3 separate regions of the Oryctolagus cuniculus genome follow, and all the other regions are linked to region 1. The links are chromatin contacts, called in public Micro-C maps. All regions are on one chromosome and are shown on one strand. The core of a region is the stretch at or near the end of the contact, and the rest is flanking DNA. Distances in the headings are between cores, read along the strand shown. Region 1 holds the start of THAP1 (THAP domain containing 1). Region 2 holds the start of FNTA (farnesyltransferase, CAAX box, subunit alpha). Region 3 holds the start of HGSNAT (heparan-alpha-glucosaminide N-acetyltransferase).

Region 1 (3,354 bases), core at 615-3,114:
CTATCCAAGGCCAGCTGGGGCTCCTTCAGCCTGGGTGGGATTCTGACTTAGAGGCATTCAGTCATAATCCCACAGATGGTAGCTTCGTCCTACTGGCTCCTCAGCCAAGCACATATACCAACCTTTTCTTAACTTATGGGGCCGGCGCTGTGGCACCGTGCACAAAGCTGGCACCTGTGGTGACAACATCCCATATGGGTGTCGGTTCCAGTCCCCGCTGTTCCACTTCCAATCCATTGCCTGCTAATGTGCCTGGGAAAGCAGCGGAAGATGGCCCAAGACCATGTACCCACATGGGAGACCTAGAGAAAGCTCCTGGCTCCTTTCTTTGGCCTGGCCTGTTGCAGCCCTGGTCGTGCGGCTATTTAGGGAGTGAACCAGCCGCATGGATGCTCGCTCTCTCTAACTCTGCCTTACAAATAAATAATACGTCTTAAAAAAACAACCCTTAACTTGTGTCAGATACTGCAAGCCGCTGTGGTTACTGTGTGAGATGAGACACAATCCCCGTCAGCAGCGTCTCAGCGCTGAGGAGGACGGCAGATTATGTACCGGACACTGCGGAGCGGTTCAAGACTGTTCACAGAAACGAGTGCAAGGCTTCACTGGAACAAGAGAGTTGCCTCGGTTGAGGAGGTCAGGAGCACGCGAAGCCCAGGAAAACAGGCTTCTTGTGGGAGGCACCGGAGAGCCTGCCTATTAAAGACCTACAGCTGCAGCAGAGCTTAAGCAGGAGACGCTGGAAAAGCAGAGGCGCCTGGTCCTAGAGGGCTTTGTGGCTGACCTTAAGACATCGGGATTTTGTTCAAAACACGAATAAACTGATGAAGCACAGGGGAGTGTCGGCTTCCATGAGGACTGCAGATGGCAAAGTCAGGGGGTTGCACCCACGGTGAGGGTCTGATCAAGAACAGGAGCTAAGAGCCGACGCTGCGGCACAGTGGGCAAAGCCGCCACTGCAGTGCCGGCATCCCATATGGCCGCCGGTTCGAGTCCCGGCTGCTCCATTTCCGATCCCGCTCTCTGCTGTGGCCTGGAAAGCAGTGGAGGATGGCCCAAGTCCTTGGGTCCCTGCACCCACGAGAGAGACCCGGAAGAAGCTCCTGGCTTCTCGGAAGTGAACCAGCAGATGAAAGATCACTTATCTCCCTCTCAAACAAAATACTTTAAAAATAAAGGACTCAAAAGAACAGGAGTTAAAGATGAAAAAGGAATGGACTTAAGAGGCGTGTACGGATTCTATAAAATTAACGTGGTGTCATCAAGGCGTTTGAAGACGACTCTGGTATAGACAGCCGTGGGACAAACGACTCGCAGGTAATACGGGAAGCAGGACAGATGCAGGCAGTTAACAGACGACCTGGGAATCACTAGCAAGCTGTCTAGAGTTCCGGAAACGCCCACGTTTCAGGGGGCAGAAAAAAGCAGAGCGTCCGAACCATGCAATCAGCAGTCCGCTCGCCGGATCTGCAGGGGGCAGGGGATAAAGAGGCAACGCCTCTGTGCGGTGGGACACTGCGCGCTACCGTCTCGGCAGCTGAGATGTCACCGGAATCCAATCGGCGACCTGGGAGAGCGGGCTGGCTCAGCTTGACAGCTGACCCCACACGCTGTATGTTTCCCACTCAAGGCTGCCCGGGGAAAACTCGGGGTACAGAACTCCGGGGAGCACCACCCGCGGCGCAGGGCTGGCCCTGGGAGCTTCGCCTTCCCCTAGCAGTCCCGGCCTAGACCCAAGTTCTGAAGCCCCGCCTCCTTCCGCAACGCCTAGCCACCGCCCCGCCCCACGACGCAGGAAACGCTCGGCCTCAGCCAATGGCCTGCTTCCTAGAAAAACGTTACCTCTGACCTCAGAGGCTACTCGGAGACGGTGGAAGAACTCCTCGCGAGAGGTGAGTTTGAAGCTGCCTCCGCCATCTTGGAGATGGGAGAGGGGCGATGGCTGTGGCCCTTCTGCTAATGCAAACTCCACAACGGGCGCGGTAGTCACCACCACCCCTCCCCGAGTGAAACCGTCTTCTCTGTAACCGTTGACCAAAGCTACAGGAGGAGAAGGCGTCCACACCGAGAGCTGCGACATCGGGAGCAGCTCCGCCTGCCTTCAGGGGCGGCAGAAGTGAAGGGACAGAGACCGGAAGGATGGTGCAGTCGTGTTCCGCTTACGGCTGCAAGAACCGGTACGACAAGGACAAGCCCGTGTCTTTCCACAAGTAAGTCCCCCTGCGCGCATCGCGGGGCCGGCCCCAGCCGGGGTGGGGGGCGCGCGGCCGGTTGGGCGCGGGGCGGAGCCGGGCGCGTGTCCGCGCGAGACCTCACGAGAGGGGCGGGGGCGAGGGCGGGGCGGGGGTCTCGGGCCGGGAGCCGGGGGCGTTCCCGGCCGAGCGGCGGTTCCTCGCGCGTCCGGACGTGGGCTTAGCGAGTTCCGCGCCTGCGGAGGGCGGATGGTGGCGGCCGCCGAAGGCTGAATGGGATAGGAGCGAAGGCCTTCCCCGTGCCCTCCCCCAACCCTGTTCTGTATGTATGTATAGGTGTGTGTGTGTATATATATATGTATATATGTATATAATATCTATATATACATATAGATATGTATATATGTATATATATGTATATATGTATATAATATCTATATATACATATATACATATATATATAATATCTATATATACATATATACACACATATATATATAAAGATTTGTTTATTTGAAAGCCACGGAGAGGGAGGGAGAGGTCCCTCATTCCCTCGTTCACTCCCCAAATGGCTGCCAAAGCCAGGAGCTCCCCACGGTCACCCATGTGAGTGGCAGGGGCCCAAGGACCTGGGCCATCCTGGGCTGCCTTCCTGGGTGCACCGGCAGGCAGCTGGGTGGGAAGTGGAGCAGCCGGGAGAAGCTGCTCTTTTAGGAAGGGAGAAATTCAGAGTTTATTTTGGCCAGGATATCAGGGAGGTGTTTTTTCTCGCAAACCTACGCCCCAACCTTAAGGATCCCAAAGATTGAGACAGCTTGTGGGTGTGCCGAGAGAAGACCTGCTCTCCCTGAGCTCCTAGTATGGTGGAGGCCATAAACTCAGGGCTGTTTTACCCCGCTGGTCCTGTGGCTCCACTGCTACAGCTGGGGGTAGGGGAAATAGACTTTTGAAAATAAAAAGCTGAGAGGTTGGGTTGTGGCGTAAAGCCGCTGCCTGCAGTGCCGGCATCCCATATGGGCTCCGCTTCCAGTCCAGCTCTCTGCCATGGCCTGGGAAAGCAGTGGGAGATGGCCCAAGTGCTTGGGCCCCTGCACCCACGTGGGAGACCTGGAGGAAGCTCCTGGCTCCTGGCTTCCACTGCAGCTCCGGTCGTTGCAGCCAA
Region 2 (3,086 bases), core at 61-2,560, 180 kb before region 1:
AGTTACTTGATTTTTCTGGGCCCAGTTACTTTGTTTATAAACAGGGATGATAACCTTACCAACCACGGTTGGAAGACTGTTTTTAGATGTTCGCTGAGGTAACAGATGTTAAGTGTTTAAAGCGTGCACAGCCCCTCAGGAGCCATGACTACTACTCATTCTCAATGGTAAAAATGACACTACAGTGACAATACATGCTGACACAAATTTCCACGTGAACTGTTCACAACGGGACCAAAGCAGGTTCAGCCACGCTTCCCCTGGTCTTCTTGTCACCCACTCAGTGTTTCCCTACGTCGATCAGCCGTTGGCGGCAGAGACTCCAGGCGGTCCAGACACCGTGTCCACGAAGGAGGAGATGCAAAGGACACAGCTACCTGCGCGTGACACCTAGAGCCTAGGGCAGAGGCCCTGGGACGGCGAGGCTGTGACTGGCAGAGCAGGCTCAGTCGTGCTGAGAACCTGGGCACTTCCACAACCCAGCGAGAAGGTCCGGAGGGGAGGAGCCTCTGTGAAACACCAGCTTTCACTCAGGCAGCAAATCCAGGCAGGTGAGCCATCTACCGGGTTTACGGAGGACTACGGAGGGAAGTGAGATGCAGGACGCCTTCGCGTCGGCAGGTCCGCCTGGGAACAGGCAACCGGCGTCGCTACTCCAAGCAAGGAACACGTGGGCACGGGGCTGCGTGCAGGTGTGCCAGCAAAGACCGGCAGCAGCGCTTACACATCGCTTCGCCGCGCTGGGTTCACAGCAAGGCGTCCCTTTCAGCCCCTGCAGCCTAGCCGGCGCTGCCAGGCTCTGAAACCCCGGTTACAGGGACACGGCTCAGCCCGTAAAGACCTTACGCTGGCGCTCCCCGCTTCAGTCCCGCCTGCACCGCCATGGCGAGCGGGGCCCACGGGAGAGCGCGGGAAACACCTCCACTCCCCGAACCCTGACTGACGCCGCGGCAGCTGAAGGAGCCACCTGCGGACCAGCCCGCGCCAAGCCGGCTCCCCGCGGACTCGACTCCTCCGCCCCACGCCCTCCCGGGGCGTTACCTGTACAGGACGTAGGTGGGCGAGTCCAGGCTCAGAAACCCGTCGTCCATAGGGGACGGCACCGCTTCTCCGGCCTCGGCCGCCATCTCTTCACCCTGCTGCTGCAGCTGGGCTGGCGGTGGGTGCGGCTGGGGCGGCGGCTGCTCCGGCTGACCCGCCTCGCCGCCTGCCGCTGCCTCCCCGACCCCTTCGGTGGCCGCCATCTCGCCTCGTCCGCTGCGGAGGTGGAGGCGAGGCCCCGCCCCTTGCCCCCGCGGCCCGCTTCCGGTTTCTCGCTTCCTGCCATAGAGACGCGGGCCAGAGCGCCTGGGCGGGCGCCTGGGTGGCGCCGGGATCCTGGGAGGAGCCGTGGGCGGCTGGGGTTGGGGGTCAGGGACACGATGTCCAGCCTTGCTCTCTCGAGGGTCTCCAGCTTCGCCACGAGGAAGCGCGCACGTGTCTCTCCAGAATGTGCTGGTGCTGTCAGCCGCCCCCTGTCGGGGACGTGGCGACCGGGCCTCTGACCGAGCGTTGGAAGCCGTCGCGAGGCCGAGGGCGGCTGGCCACGGCTCGCCCGCCAGCCCTTACTCTCAGGAAAGAGCTGGCCTCCAGCGCGCCATTTTCTTCACTGCACACATTCTTTTGAAAGCTGAGTTTATCAAGAGGGATTTCGATAATCCAGGGATTTGGTCTTTCGGAGCTGACAAGGAATAGGCGAAGGCGTTAGGAAGCGCTTTTCTGTGCGTTGCAGGACACAGGCATTCGCTGCACACATCTCCGGGGGTTCCCCGTTCTGTGAAGCAGGTTATGGGCGAGAATAGCCGGCAGGAAAGGCCAGAAAGATGAAGCCGGTGGAGGGCAAAAAAAGGCTGGTGCTCCTGGACTGCGGAGATGAAGGTAGGGTGGGCAGCACACGTGCTTCAGTGGGGAGGATGTGATCCAAGCCCCGTAATGAAGCAAAGGGATTGGCCAGGAACCGCAGTCTGAATTTGGGCTTTGGAGCCGGCCATCCCATATGGTCACTGGTTCGAGCCCGGGTCCCGGCTGCTCCGTTTAGGATGCAGCTCCCTGCTAATGACCTGGGAGAAACAGCAGAAGATGCCCCAAGTGCTTGGGCTCCTGCCACCCATGTGGGGGACCCTGATGGAGCTCCTGGCTTTGGTCTGGACCAGCCCTAGCTTTTGTAGCCATGTGGAAAGTGGACCAGCAAATGGAAGGAAGATCTCTCTGTCGTCCTACCTTTCAAATAAAGAATTTCTTTTAAGCCTAAGAATGTTGTGTTAGGCACATTTGCATAACCATAATGATATATCTAACCTAAGTTTCTTTTGCAGGAGGGCCTTGAAGGGTCACGGTTGGCCCTTTGGCTTTCTGGTTAAAGTCAGAGGGTGGCAATGGCAAAACATGTGCTTCTGCAGAGAAGGCATGGATCCAACTTGCTTTTGTAATCAACTCTCTCACAGGAACTACTGTCAGATCTTACCGTCCTACCGGCATCACCAACCCTTGACTTTGGGATTTGAATACTGGGATGTATTCAGAAGGCAAATCCTGTTGAAACCATAACAGATGGGTTACTATAGATGATTGGCATTTGAAGAAAGATTTGAGGGAAGCGAAGGAGTGAGCCAATGTGGGGAGATCATTCCTGGCAGAAGTCCAGAGAACTAAGGCACGGGGGTGGGGGTGGTGTGTGTGGTGAGTTTATGGATCCAGGAGGCCCACGTGGCTGCAGTGTAGTGACTGAATGGAAGGGACACAGGACAGTTCAGACTTAAGACAGTGCAGCTAACACAGAGCCTTAAGGAATTTTGGATTTTACTTGCGAGATGGGAAGTTGTAGGATTTTGACTGTGGAGTGATATACCTTGTTATTTACCAGACACTATGATGTCTATACTGAGAATGAACTGTACTCTGTGTATTCAGAACACAATAGTATCACAGGGAAAGGTGAAAATGGGGAAGACTGGGCGGGTTACTGCAACAGTCTAAAGGAGAGATGGTGGCTTAGAAAACCAGCGATAACGTTAGAAGTGGTGAGCTCAAGGGAGACCCGTGCTGAG
Region 3 (3,324 bases), core at 54-2,553, 250 kb before region 1:
TCCTAAAATGACTACCGTCATCAACTGGTGTTAGAATACAAACAAAAAGCACCGGCCCAGATCTGTCCCTGACAAGTTGTGCCTGGACAGGTTATGTAACCCTCCGAGGCTGTGTCCACTGCAAGTAGCCAGCTGAAATGCTGTCTCAAAACTCATCATGTCTTCTGCAAGACTCGGAATTTCAGATACTAGAAGCCCCACATTCTGATACAGAAAAGGAGACGGGAAAGAGGGGCAGATGACGACCACCTCCCCAGGGGACCCAAACACTGTCTGACCTCCGACGGCACCCGGACAAACGCTAGGGCCTGGGTAGCCGCCTTCCTCGGCCTGAAGGGAGGCGCTGGAATTCCACGTCCCCTCGTATAGCCTCCCGTTTCCCCCAGCGAGTTCGGACAGCACGCCAGCTGGGGGACGCCCTTCTGTCCCGCGTCGCCTGAGTGCACGCGAGGGCAAAAACGCCGCGGGCGGCCACGCCGCGAGTGCCCCCGAGGTCCCCTAATCCAGCCCCGGGCTGCGGCTTCTCGTCAGAGCCCGGGGCGCCGGCCCGAGCGGGCGGGGAGGCCGCTGTCGCCAGAGGCCGGACTCCGGCCGATGCCCACCCCGGGACCGGGATCGTGCTTTTCCAGCCTGGGGAAAGGAGGGGGCCGTGTGGAAGTTGCACCGGCCAGCGCGCCGGCTGAGGGGCGAGCGTGGGCGCAGTCCGGTTGTCCACCAGGCAGGCTCCCACTGCGCCTCGCGTGCGTTGGGTAACAAGCCTCCATCTGAGGACAGGCCGCCAGGGGACGCAGCAAGACCCGCGCGCTCCGGCCCGCTCCTGCGCCACAGCTCTCGGGAGCTCGCCCGTCCGGGTGGGCGCCGTCTGGAGGCTGGGGCCGAAGCCCCGCACCGCACCAACCCCTCTCCAGGCCGCGGCCGCCGCCCAGCGCGCCTGCAGCACAAAGCAGCGTCCTCGGCAACCCGACAGCCCCAGCTGCAAGAGGCCGAGCGGCGAGCTGGGGAAGCACGGCGCGCCCCGCCCCGCCGGCCAGGAGCGCGGTGGCGGCGCGCACTCACCTTGCGGCGGCGCCGGGGAGCCGCCAGGGGCCAGCAGCGCGGCGCTCAGCACCGACGCGGCCAGCAGCAGCGCGACCAGCGCCCAGCCCGCGCCCGGCGCTCCCGGCATGCCGGCCACTGCCGCCTCGGGCCGCCGCGCCTGCCGGGGTGACGCCTGGCCCGCCGCGCCTCGGGCGCCGCGCTGCTCGGCCCCGCGCTGCTCCGTGGCCACGCTCGGCCGCGCGCGCGTCATCGCCTGCCCCCACCTCGGCTGCCGTCACCGCCCACGCCCGAGTCGGCCGCGGCGGAGCTGGGCGCCAAGGCTCCGAGGGCGGTGCCGGTGGGTGGGAGGGTCCCAGGGGCCGGGCCTGGCCGCTGCGGGGCCTGCCCTGAGGGAAGCGCCTAGGAGGCCGGGTTTTCTGTCTTTGGCTCAGTGTCTGCGCCCTCGGAGAGGGAGCCATCCGGTAGAGAGCGCTCCTGCACGCCTGGAGCCGGGGCGCCCCAGTCCCCTGCCGCTTCTCCAGCAACACTGTGCCTAGCTCTCGCGTGTTGGAGCCCCTTCTGGAAAATGCCAAGTTTAGCCAGACCGCAGGTCTCCGCCCCAAGGCATCTACCATGGAGAAGACGACACACACCTTCAAAGCCACCTGTGCATTGCAGAAAGCCCGTCACGCCGGTGCACTCCCGGCTGTGTAGCTGCAGAGACTAGCATGTGTGTTACACTGAACAGGAACTCTGGCAGCAAGGTCCTGTGTAACTGCAAACCCTGTCCAGCGACCTGACTGGCCGTCCGTGGGAAAATGGGCAAGTCGTGACTTCTGACAGGGGAGCAGGAACGACCTGGAGCTTCAGGTGCCAGGGCTGAGGGAGAAAAGCGATGATGCAGAACACCCCTGTAAGACACACACAAGGGTGAGCCGGCGCCGTGGCTCAAGACTAATCCTCCGCCTTGCGGTGCCGGCACACCAGGTTCTAGCCCTGGTCGGGGCGCCGGATTCTGTCCCGGTTGCCCCTCTTCCAGGCCAGCTCTGCCTGTGGCCCCGGGAGTGCAGTGGAGGATGGCCCAGGTGCTTGGGCCCTGCACCCCATGGGAAACCAGGAGAAGCACCTGGCTCCTGCCTTTGGATCAGCGCGGTGCGCCGGCCACGGCGGCCATAGGAAGGCTTTTCTCTCTGTCTCTCTCTCACTGTCCACTCTGCCTGTCAAAAAAAAAAAAAAAAAAAAAAAGCCTATATACAAGGGTGAAGCTCAGCAAACCTCCGTGTTGCTCAGGAACACGACATACAGAGACACACCCCAGATTCAAGAGATGGCTGGAGAGGCAGGAAGTCCATGTTCAAAGAGATGGCTGGAGAGGCAGGAAGTCCATGTTCAAAGCACTGATCTCACGGGTTAAGTGGAGTTCATTGCTCAAATGGATGGATGAGCAGATATATGGGTGCGCCCTGCATCATTTTTATTTTTGTGTGATGAGTGCAATGGTAGGCACAAGACAGTAAGTAGCATGTCAGAAGCAAAAACGGGAGAAAGAGTGTTCCCAGCAGGAGAGCTCAGCTCAAGGAAGTCACTGAAAGAAAGCCAGTGTGACTGGCACACAGTTCTGCGAAGGAGGTGACGGGAGGTGAACAGATGACAGAGGTGAGCACACGCTTCTTGCTAAGGGGGAGTGTGGAGCTCCTGATGAGTGTAAGTGCGGAGAGTAACTTTCAGGAAAGTTAAGTCACAAACTGTTTGTTCAAATTCCCCAGGGGGAAGGGGACACTGTGGCAAGGCCATCACCAACTAGCCCCCTGCTGTCTCACAGCCACTGCTAGTCCACTCTTGCCCAGCCCTAGCTCGAGCCACAGGGTCACTGGATGAATGTGCCCTTCTCTCCTCTCTCTTAGGAGCCAGCTCTTTCAGCCTGGTCACAGCCCCATGCCCGGGGCTTGGGAAGTGGGGCATCTGGAATTTTCTGTCTCAGGGCTAAGCATGGACTGTTCCCTCTACCTAGCACACCCTCCCCCTAGCCCAGATACCTCATGGCTCCCTCCTGCACTGTAGTCATGTCTTAGCTCAGTTGCCCCATTAACTTTACCTAAAACTAAAATCTTCTGTATCCCTGTATCCTGCTTTATTTTCTTCACTGCACTCGTCTCTTCCTGATGTTGCCTATGTGTTTGTCTACTTCCCTTGCACTACAGTGTAAGTTCCAAGAGGTTGGGAAGTTTGTCTTGAGGGCAAGAACCTTCTCCATTAGGCTAAAACAGCCCCCAGGTTGCAAGGCTTATCCCAACGAACATGCAGTTG

The links. Hi-C and Micro-C count contacts between places; a contact is called where the count stands out from the background.
Region 2: a contact with region 1 is called in a Micro-C map of ear pinna, with 8 times the contacts expected there. The contact joins the promoter of FNTA here to the promoter of THAP1 in region 1. A contact is called at or near these places in 2 of 6 Hi-C or Micro-C datasets (ear pinna and psoas muscle).
Region 3: a contact with region 1 is called in a Micro-C map of ear pinna, with 6 times the contacts expected there. The contact joins the promoter of HGSNAT here to the promoter of THAP1 in region 1. A contact is called at or near these places in 2 of 6 Hi-C or Micro-C datasets (ear pinna and an unstated tissue).

What each region holds. Positions count from the first base shown.
Region 1 is chr2:92,921,141-92,924,494 of mOryCun1.1, reverse strand. THAP1 (THAP domain containing 1) reads left to right here and starts at 1,864. Exons shown (of 3, transcript XM_017350347.3): 1 at 1,864-2,210. The coding sequence starts at 2,140.
Region 2 is chr2:93,101,845-93,104,930 of mOryCun1.1, reverse strand. FNTA (farnesyltransferase, CAAX box, subunit alpha) reads right to left here and starts at 1,310. Exons shown (of 9, transcript XM_008273904.4): 1 at 1,042-1,310. The coding sequence starts at 1,244. It overlaps LOC138848527 (a long non-coding RNA gene), which reads left to right and starts at 1,457. Exons shown (of 2, transcript XR_011386394.1): 1 at 1,457-1,917.
Region 3 is chr2:93,168,295-93,171,618 of mOryCun1.1, reverse strand. It overlaps HGSNAT (heparan-alpha-glucosaminide N-acetyltransferase), which reads right to left and starts at 1,303. Exons shown (of 18, transcript XM_051832323.2): 1 at 1,057-1,303. The coding sequence starts at 1,288.